Linked DNA regions of Gossypium raimondii: region 1 is linked to region 2. Evidence: chromatin contacts called from public Hi-C data. All regions are on one chromosome and are shown on one strand. Each heading gives the region's core, a stretch centred on a gene start, on an enhancer-like site or on the middle of the called end of the contact. The rest is flanking DNA. Distances are from core to core; before and after follow the strand shown. Region 1 has its middle 10 kb from the start of LOC105783168. Region 2 holds the start of LOC105783162.

The links. Hi-C and Micro-C count contacts between places; a contact is called where the count stands out from the background.
Region 1: a Hi-C map of leaf shows a contact between it and region 2, with 3 times the contacts expected there. The contact joins the enhancer-like site here to the promoter of LOC105783162 in region 2. A contact is called at or near these places in 2 of 2 Hi-C or Micro-C datasets (both in leaf).

Annotation. Positions count from the first base shown.
Region 1 is chr1:13,836,181-13,840,775 of ASM2569854v1, reverse strand. No RefSeq gene overlaps it. Among protein-coding and RNA genes, the nearest start is that of LOC105783168, 10 kb to the left of the region's middle. Within about 2 kb of position 2,350, the one cell type or tissue checked has open chromatin away from gene starts, as enhancers often do. A contact at or near this core is called in leaf, where this site is marked.
Region 2 is chr1:13,777,648-13,782,008 of ASM2569854v1, reverse strand. LOC105783162 reads left to right here and starts at 1,641. Exons shown (of 1, transcript XM_012608443.2): 1 at 1,641-2,604. The coding sequence starts at 1,777. The coding sequence ends at 2,418.

The sequences.
Region 1 (4,595 bases), core at 1,101-3,600, 58 kb before region 2:
TTTTAGGTTCTTCCCCAAATTTTAAATAACATTTTTATTTTATGAAATCTTTTACAACTTTCTGAAAATTTTTATATAATTTAATATTTTTTGTATTTCTATAATTTTTAAAAATCTAAATATTTTATATTCTTTTGGAAGTTTATAATTTTAATAATTTTATGTTTTTAAATAGAAACTTCCACATAACTATAATTTAAAAATATTTTTATAATTTCAAAAAAATTAAAAAATTCATTTTAGAAGGGTTTTTTTAAGAATTATCATTAAAAGAAATTCTAAAACACCAAAACAATGCTTTAGCTATAGTACAATGAGTTAAAACATAGTTTTCAAAATTGAACTGGTTAAACCACCAAATTTCAATTCAATTAGTTTAACCACCAAAATAAAATTTAGAAAAGAATATAATTACAAATAAATAAAAATAATGGCATAAAAATCAATTAAGCATTCTAAATTCAATTAAAATATTAACATATTGAAAAATTGAATTTAAACCACCAAAACCAACATTAACAATATAAATTCAAGTTCCTAAAAGATATAAATTTTAGTAAACAACATAATTAATGTCAATTAAAATAATTTCAAGTAATAAACACATTAACAAAATCCAATACCATTGTCACAATTATAGGCATATAACCCATTAATTAAAAATACATATACAATTTAATATTAAATGACAGCAACCAAAAGTATTTGATCTAAAGACACATACATACATATTAAAAGTGTGTAAATCTTTAAATAAATTCTTAAATCACCTAAAATTTGAATTATTGGATTAATAAATACAATAAACTGATTCAACTAAGGCTCCGTTTGTTTCACTGGAAATGGCTTCCAGAAAATAATTTATTTTTTCTGGAAAAGCTAGTATTTTCTGATGTTTGGATGAATCTGTGTAAAATATTTTCTGTTGTTTTGTAGATTTCTTAAAAATATTTTATAAAAATTGTTTTCAATGAAACAAACATGCATTTGAGATTTTTTTTTATTTTTTTCATTGTTTAATTAAATTTATTTTTATCTATAATTTTATATTTTACATTGTTTTTGCATATATTAAAAATATTATGTTAAATTAGGGTTCATTACAACGTCATTTTTAATTACATGACTATCAATTGCATATTTTTATTTAAAATGTGACATCAACAAAATTGACAAAAAATTTAACGATGTCAACAATTGGACTTGATTTTCAAATTTGAAAAGTAAAGGGACTAAATTCTTGAAAATAAAAGTACAAAGGCTAAATTGCAAATCTGTGAAGTGTACATAGACTTATGACATAGTTTAACCTTTATACTACAAAACATTTATTATTAATATATTTATAATTGTAATAAATAGTTATTATTAAAATATTAATATTAAATATTTTTAGTGAATATTATTATTTAAAATTATTGTTTTTAAAATTTATTATTAAAATAAAATTAGAATTTTAAATAAATTATTAAAATAATATTATAAATATAATAATACTGAGCTTGATTTAAGTTAATTTTTATATAAAAATAAAATTATCTATAGAGGAGCTCTTTTCCGGAAAATGACTTGTGCTTTTCAAAAGGGTAAGTCATTTTACAGGAAAAATGACTTATTTTATATTGGCCTGTAAGTCATTTTCCGTTAACCAAACTATTTACTGTTAAACAAATACAGGAAAATGCAAAAAATATTTTCCGTAAAACCTTTTACATGTAAACAAACGAACCCTAATTTTGATTTGAGATTCAATAGCGATTCAATGTCTCCATTTGGACCAATACACCTATTATTTTTCAGTTCAATCGGTCAGACAAGCAGGTCTGGTTCACTTCCAACAACATTGGTTAAAAAGAGTGTACCATCATTTGTTACCGAGTTAATGAATAAGTGACATTGATAATATTAGTCAATAATGCTCAAAATGAAAAATTACTAAATTGTTGAATGACCAACTATGCAATTTAATTATATACAAGGACAGGACATCCCTTTAAAATCTATAAAATTATAAATTAATATATGATAAAATTACATTTTAACCTAAAAATATAAAATTTCAATTTAATACTTGTAAATTATAATAAAAATTATATTTTAATTTTCATAAAAATATAGTTTTAAATTTCCACCCTTCCGCGTGGATTATGCATATTACATAACATTGGTATTTTCTAGGAACTATCAAAATTTCTTCGGGCGTACGCAACTATTGCGTAATAGTTGCTGTGTTCGGACGGTGGTGGTCCGTGTTGTTTGATTTGCTTAATCAGCCATAAGGTGTTTGAGAATATGTGTGAATGAAAAAAGGTTGATTGGTTGACAAAGTGGGATGGATGACACGCGCGTACGTTTGGTCCATTAGCGGTAGGCAGCTCTTGCATGCGTGGACGCGTCTCATCGTGGGATAAATCCAGGACTTAGAATATATATATATATATATATATATATGTTTGTTCATATTATTATATATTAATTATTTGGACAAATGGTTCATATTATTATATTGGGACTTAGTTAAAGGAAGACTTGAGGGATTGAATATTGATGATAAGGCCGCCCTGACCTCCGGAAAGCGATAGTTTAGGATGAGAAGGCTTGGTCCCAGTCCAAGATGCCGCTGGAAGTGCATGTCCATATCCATGTCCATGTGCATGTGGTTCTAAGCTCTTTAAACATTTGCATCATTCTAATTCACACATGTCTTGTCTTCTCTTCTTTTTCTCCACCCTACCATTTTTATATTATACATTTTTAATTCCTTTTGAAATATTTAGAGTTGATATGGGGTGATTTACATATTTTTAAAGAATTTAATTAAACTACCACGATATTTTCCCATTTTCTTTTGAATTTAATAACTCTTTTGGAATCTTTAGAGTTAAAAGGAAGGTTTATATTTTCATTAAAATAGATTTAATTAAATCATTATTGTGAAGTTTAATTTAATTATTTATATTTATTTAATTATGCTTTAATCTATATAATCATATATATATATTTAACTCTTAAGAGTTTTTTTTGCTAGAAATTCGGTGTTAATGGGTCAAGTTAAGTATGACATTAAAACACTTTATAGTTGTCTAAGTCTGTCTCGAGTTGAAATATAAGCCTAAAATTTTGTCTGAGCCCGCTCATATTTGGAAATGGCTAACACAAGTCCATTTTAGGCTCGCCCATAATATTTTTCATTCATCAAAATTTTATATATAAGCATCTTAACAATTTTTTAATGTTTTCCTCAAAAAAATATTTTTTAATATTAACATTATATAGTAGTATATATTCTTATAGACTTAGTTTTTATGTGTTATAAATTACATAATATTTAAAAAATAACACAAGATGCTTAAACTTAGAAAAACGGGTTGGTCCAGGTTCGAGCATTGAACCCATATTTTAAACAGGTTGTAACGATTTGATTTTCATTGGTACCAAAAATGCGGTTTCGGAACTCCATTTTCGTAAATCGAGTCTGTAAATATAAAACAGGAATATTTACGAAGTTAATATAGAAATATATTGAAGAATAGACAAGTAATTTAGTTGATAGAATAGCTAATTAAGACTCAGTGACTAAATTGTAAAGTTCAATTGCCGTTGACTTTTAATTAAGGAAAGACTTGAGGACTTAAATGAAAATTAACCAAAGAGCCAAAATGGTTATTTATCCATTTTTCATTGATATTGACGATGTTTGCCACTTAGATTGGTTAATAATAAAAATTAATACAGTTAAGCCTAATTAAGCTAATTAAGTTTGATTAATTAAGCCTTAATCAATATACACACACTAAGTTAGTGGATGGAAAGTGTTATCTTCTCCATTCATTTCTCTTCCAACAGTCCATGCTTAGAAAAACCTAAGGAAGGAAACCATTTTTATGTTTCTACATTCAACCATCAATAAGGTAATAAAATCAAGCCTTTTTCTTATTTTTTTTATAGATTTGTGATCATGGGAACTTTATTTAGTTAACCCATGTATCAATTTGTTCAATTATTAAATTTTTAGCAAGTTTCCATTGTTGATTAATTAATGAATTAGGTTCAAAATTGATAGATATTGAGCTTAGATTATAAAAAAACTAAATTGCAAAGTTAATTAAGCTTATTTATCAACTTGGCAACATTAGGGGCTAAATTGAATAAATGTAAAACATTTCATGAAATTATACTAGAAATAGAAAGTAAAGGGTCCATAATGGAAGATGTGAAATCGATTTTAATCCAAGCTAGGAATTGAAAGTTATGCTTATCCCAAGTTTAGGGACTAAATTAAATAAAATGCAAAATATATGTATATTAAAAAAGGAATTAATTTGAATCATGCAATTCATGGCATTGTTGTTGTGAGCCATTAAATGGCTATTGTGTGCTAATATATGATATTGATTGTTATATATATAATTGTATAGAACCAAAATTTGATAAAAGTGGAGCTAGTAGAGGAAAAACTAAATTACAGAACAGGCCCAGAGAAATCTGCTTGTTTTGTGTTTTGAAAAGATAAGTTCTTATGGAACTTACTACCCTTACTTGTTTAATGGGTATGCTTGTGTTTGGTTGTCATTATATCTATGTTTGAACATAAG
Region 2 (4,361 bases), core at 392-2,891:
AACTAATCGTACGTTATTTTTATTTTAAATATCATTGAAGTCAATCAATGAAAACCTAATTTTTTTTTTTTTAAGAACCTACCTCTATTCTTATCCAATAAGGTACCCATTAAGCGGGGCCATGTTCGACTCCAAACCTTTTTATATAATCCCTTCTATCATATTCACAGAAAAAATAGACTTTCCAAACCATCTACGACTTTGAGCACTACAAATATTAATTACCTTTGACTTCTATCACCGCTATTAATATAATTATACAAACATTTTAACTTTGACATGCTGTATATTTTATAAAAGAAAAATTCAAACATATTAAATAAAAAAGTGCACCAAAGATAAAAGATAAACTAATTTATGTAATTAAAATAAATAAAACAAATTTAGAAAACACGTTTTGAAAATAACATCAAATTCTTTTAAATTGCTTTACTACTATGTATAATCGATTTTCTCTTTTGTTGATTTTAGGATATCATGATCGGTAACAATGACTAACTCTTTTGTCACGAATAGTGGCGAGTCGTAAATTTTTTTAGGAGTGTCATAATTAAATTGTATATTTTTACGATAGTAGAAATGTAATTTCACTATTTTAATTGTTTATATTTTTATAATTTTTAAAGGATTAAGTCAAATTTTTATTATTTTAGGGGGACAAAGTATAATTTTACCATTATTGATTTAAAATTTTATAAATTATAAAAAGCTTAAATGAAAACTTTCTATTTTAGGGGGTCGGGTCTCCTATCAGTCCCCTTGGCTCCACCACTTGTCATAGATGCTTTTTAGAAAAGTAAATGACTAGTCATGAAGCATGTTTCATTCTCATAAGTAGAGATCAAATCTCTCAAATACATGATTAACGGACGAGATGGGCAACCACCATGCCACATGGTTAAAGCACCTTTAAACAAAACTTTAAATAACTACATTAATCATATAACAAGTTATACCATTAAATAAAGGGATATTCACTTACATCAATATAAAACTAAAATAATTTTACATTTTTTCATAAGTTTTCATACGAATAAGTCAACAGTTAAATTTATCAAAATATTTATATTTATCAAGCATGTAAATATTTTAATCGATATGATAATTTTATTATATGATATAAAATATTAATGATTGATTTTTTAATATAAAACAAATAATTTAAAATTTAGAATTAGTGTGAAAACATAAAAGATCATTTCTCTCCATTACAACAAATAAACTGGTACGTGGAACATATATCAATTAAACAAAAATGGAAAATGAAATTAAAAAAGAAGCATCACTCGGCCTGACTTTTAATAAGCAGCAAATAACGGCTGCGCTTTGTAAGTGGCGGAGGTGTGAGAGTGTAACTCAAGTAAATAGCTTCCTTCCTACGCAACGCGTCACTGCTGAGTTAAAAAGGGAAGGGGTTTTATTAAGGGTTGGCAATGTCAAACGTCAAAATCAAACAGTTGGATGAAAAAGTAGGTATGAATCAGCTGTCCCCATCTCTATCTCTTTGAAAAGTACAACAACAGCTTCCCCTTTGACTTGCAACGCCAACGGTATTTCATGTTCCCCGCGTGACGCCGTGGCTCGCGTCACTCTTTATTAAACCCCCCTTTCCACATTCTTCAATCATCTCCTCTTATTTATTTGTTAATTAACCATAATAATAACAAACCATTTCTCCTCCTCAAATACAACTGCAATTCCAAACCTCCCAATTCCTTTTCACTTTTCTATATATTCTTCTCTAACAATCCATCCATCCATCCATCCATCCATGCCATGGGTGCCTGTTTCTCTTACGAAATCCCTGAATTTTCAGAATCTGGGTCTCGCCCAACAGCTCATGTTGTTTCCCTCAACGGTGATCTTCATAAATATAATCCCCCGGTCTGCGCCTCTCAGGTTCTTCACGCCGAAGCCTCCTCCTCCTCCTCCTCCTCCTCTTCTTCTTCCTCCTCCATCTTCCTTTGCAACTCGGATAGCTTATCTTACGACGATTACGTTCCGGCCTTGAATGCGGACCATCAACTGCAACCCAATCAGATATACTTCGTGCTTCCCGTTTCCAAGCTTCAGCAGCGATTGGCTTCCAAGGATATGGCCGCTTTGGCCGTCAAAGCCAGCGTTGCTATCCAGAATGACTCTAGAAACGATTCTAATCGGCGCAAGAAAGCCCGAATTAACCCTGTGATGGTGGTAGCTCAATCTGTTGTTGATCCTGTTGGCGCTTCTACCGCATCAGCCCCAACACCCAGCAGCACCAAGTCCTTTACCAAGTCCCAGACTCAACCTCAGCCAGCTGGGATGTCAAGATCTGCTTCTTTTAGAAAATTGCAGCGATACACATCCAGACGAGCCAAATTGGCCGTTCGTTCTTTTAAGCTAAGGCTGTCCACTATTTACGAAGGCTCCGTTCTGTAATCTACCTACCCGGATCCACCTTTCAAGTTGTTAATTTTCCATGAGCCCCCAATGTAACATATTATACATACATACATATATCTATTATATTCAAAACTTCTCTGTCCTGTATAGAAACTGAGATCGAGAGTGTCATTTTTTTATTGAGTTAACCGGAGATTCCATTAATCATCATTCTCACATGAATTTTTGTGGGTCTTTTTCATCTTTATATTTCATTTATTCGCAACTGTATGTAATATTGAGAGAGAAGGCAGGAAGCATATATTTGGAGGTATAAAATCATCAGAAGGAAAATGGAACATTACGTCTACAATCCAAAGGCTCAAGGGGCGGTCTCAATTGTTTATCTGTTTTGAACAAGTCAAAACGGAATTGCTTTAAATTATAATTATGTTTTTGTTTAAATGCGGATATCCTACCGGTTCTACCCGAATCCAATGGTTATTTGTAAATGGATTTGACCTTAGCTTGTCATAGAGAGGCCCTTCAAAGGCTTCATGAAACGGCTGAAATAAACCCACTGCTAATTTGGGCCATTCAGCTCCTACCCATCCATCATTCTCAATACTGATGGTATGGACTTACCTGTTTTGTTAAGGAGGTTTTTTCTTTTGTCCATTGCTTCATCCGTTTGTCTTTAGATGAAAATATTGATACTCCATCCATTAATATTGGATTGATTAATAATAGTTTTCTCTTTTCAAGCCTTTGATTTAGAAAATCATATTAATTGATCGGTGGACGATGACAAATATCTATCCAACTCTTTGTGTGTGTAATTAAACTATCTAGCTAGTGAAGTAAGCCAATATGAGCTTGTTACTCTGCTTCATTTCTTATATTCATCAAGTCTTTTTGTATGGGAAGAAGTTGAAAAAAACCAACTTAAAGGATTTAATTAGTAGAATGGAAAGAATTGGAAAGATAGAAAATTGAAAAAGTAGAAAAATAAAAGAATAAAAGATATTTTTTTCCATAGATATAATATGACTGTGTTTAACCAAAACAACCAAGATCATACAGAGCACACAACTATGTCACTTACCCGCGTGTGCTAAAATATGTCTTTTAAATTAAGCCACATAATCAATTCTTACTTGTGCCATAAACAAGCATTTTACCATTCATTAGACTTGTTTTTAATGCATCAAAATATACCCAAAATACAACTTATAAAACAACCCTAAGTGCACTAGCCAAAAAAAAAAAAAAACCCAAAGTGCCTAACTAATATATCACGGCACCTCAATTCAACAATTCACAAGCAAACCATTCATCATCAAACATACCAAATATTCATACCTAACTACAACCACATGATCATCATTCCAAATGCCAAGATTTCATCAAGCAAAGTTCACCAAAATACCAATTCATGCCATAACAAGCCATTACACATAATTCACATGAAAATGGCACAAAACATAATTTTCAATTTCACATTATATAATCGTTTACACCTATTTATATGCCACTTATAACCGGGCCAAATTGAGCAAAAGTCTACCAAAAGAGTTGGTGGATAGTATGAGCTCCGGAGACGATCCTATCAACAACACGTTTTTCAACAATCTACAAGGAAGAAAATTTAAACGAAGGTAAGTTTACTTAAAGCTTAGTAAGTTCGTATGAAATTAAACACAACGTACCTAACAATTCGTATTTTAACTAATGAAAATAACATATAGACATATTATTCCATTGTCATCTTACACATTTCATGAAATAGCCAAATTGGTCAATACATCATTCCATACATATAAATAACATAATATGCATAGCAACCATATTCAATTCATAGCTAACGTTTTCATTAAGGACATTAACCATTACTCGATGTTGCTCATACGAGTTGTGGAGAATCCGCAACAAATGTTGGATCTCAGCCATCGATAAGGTATCTATCACCGGTACATAATACCTTATAAGATATAAACATC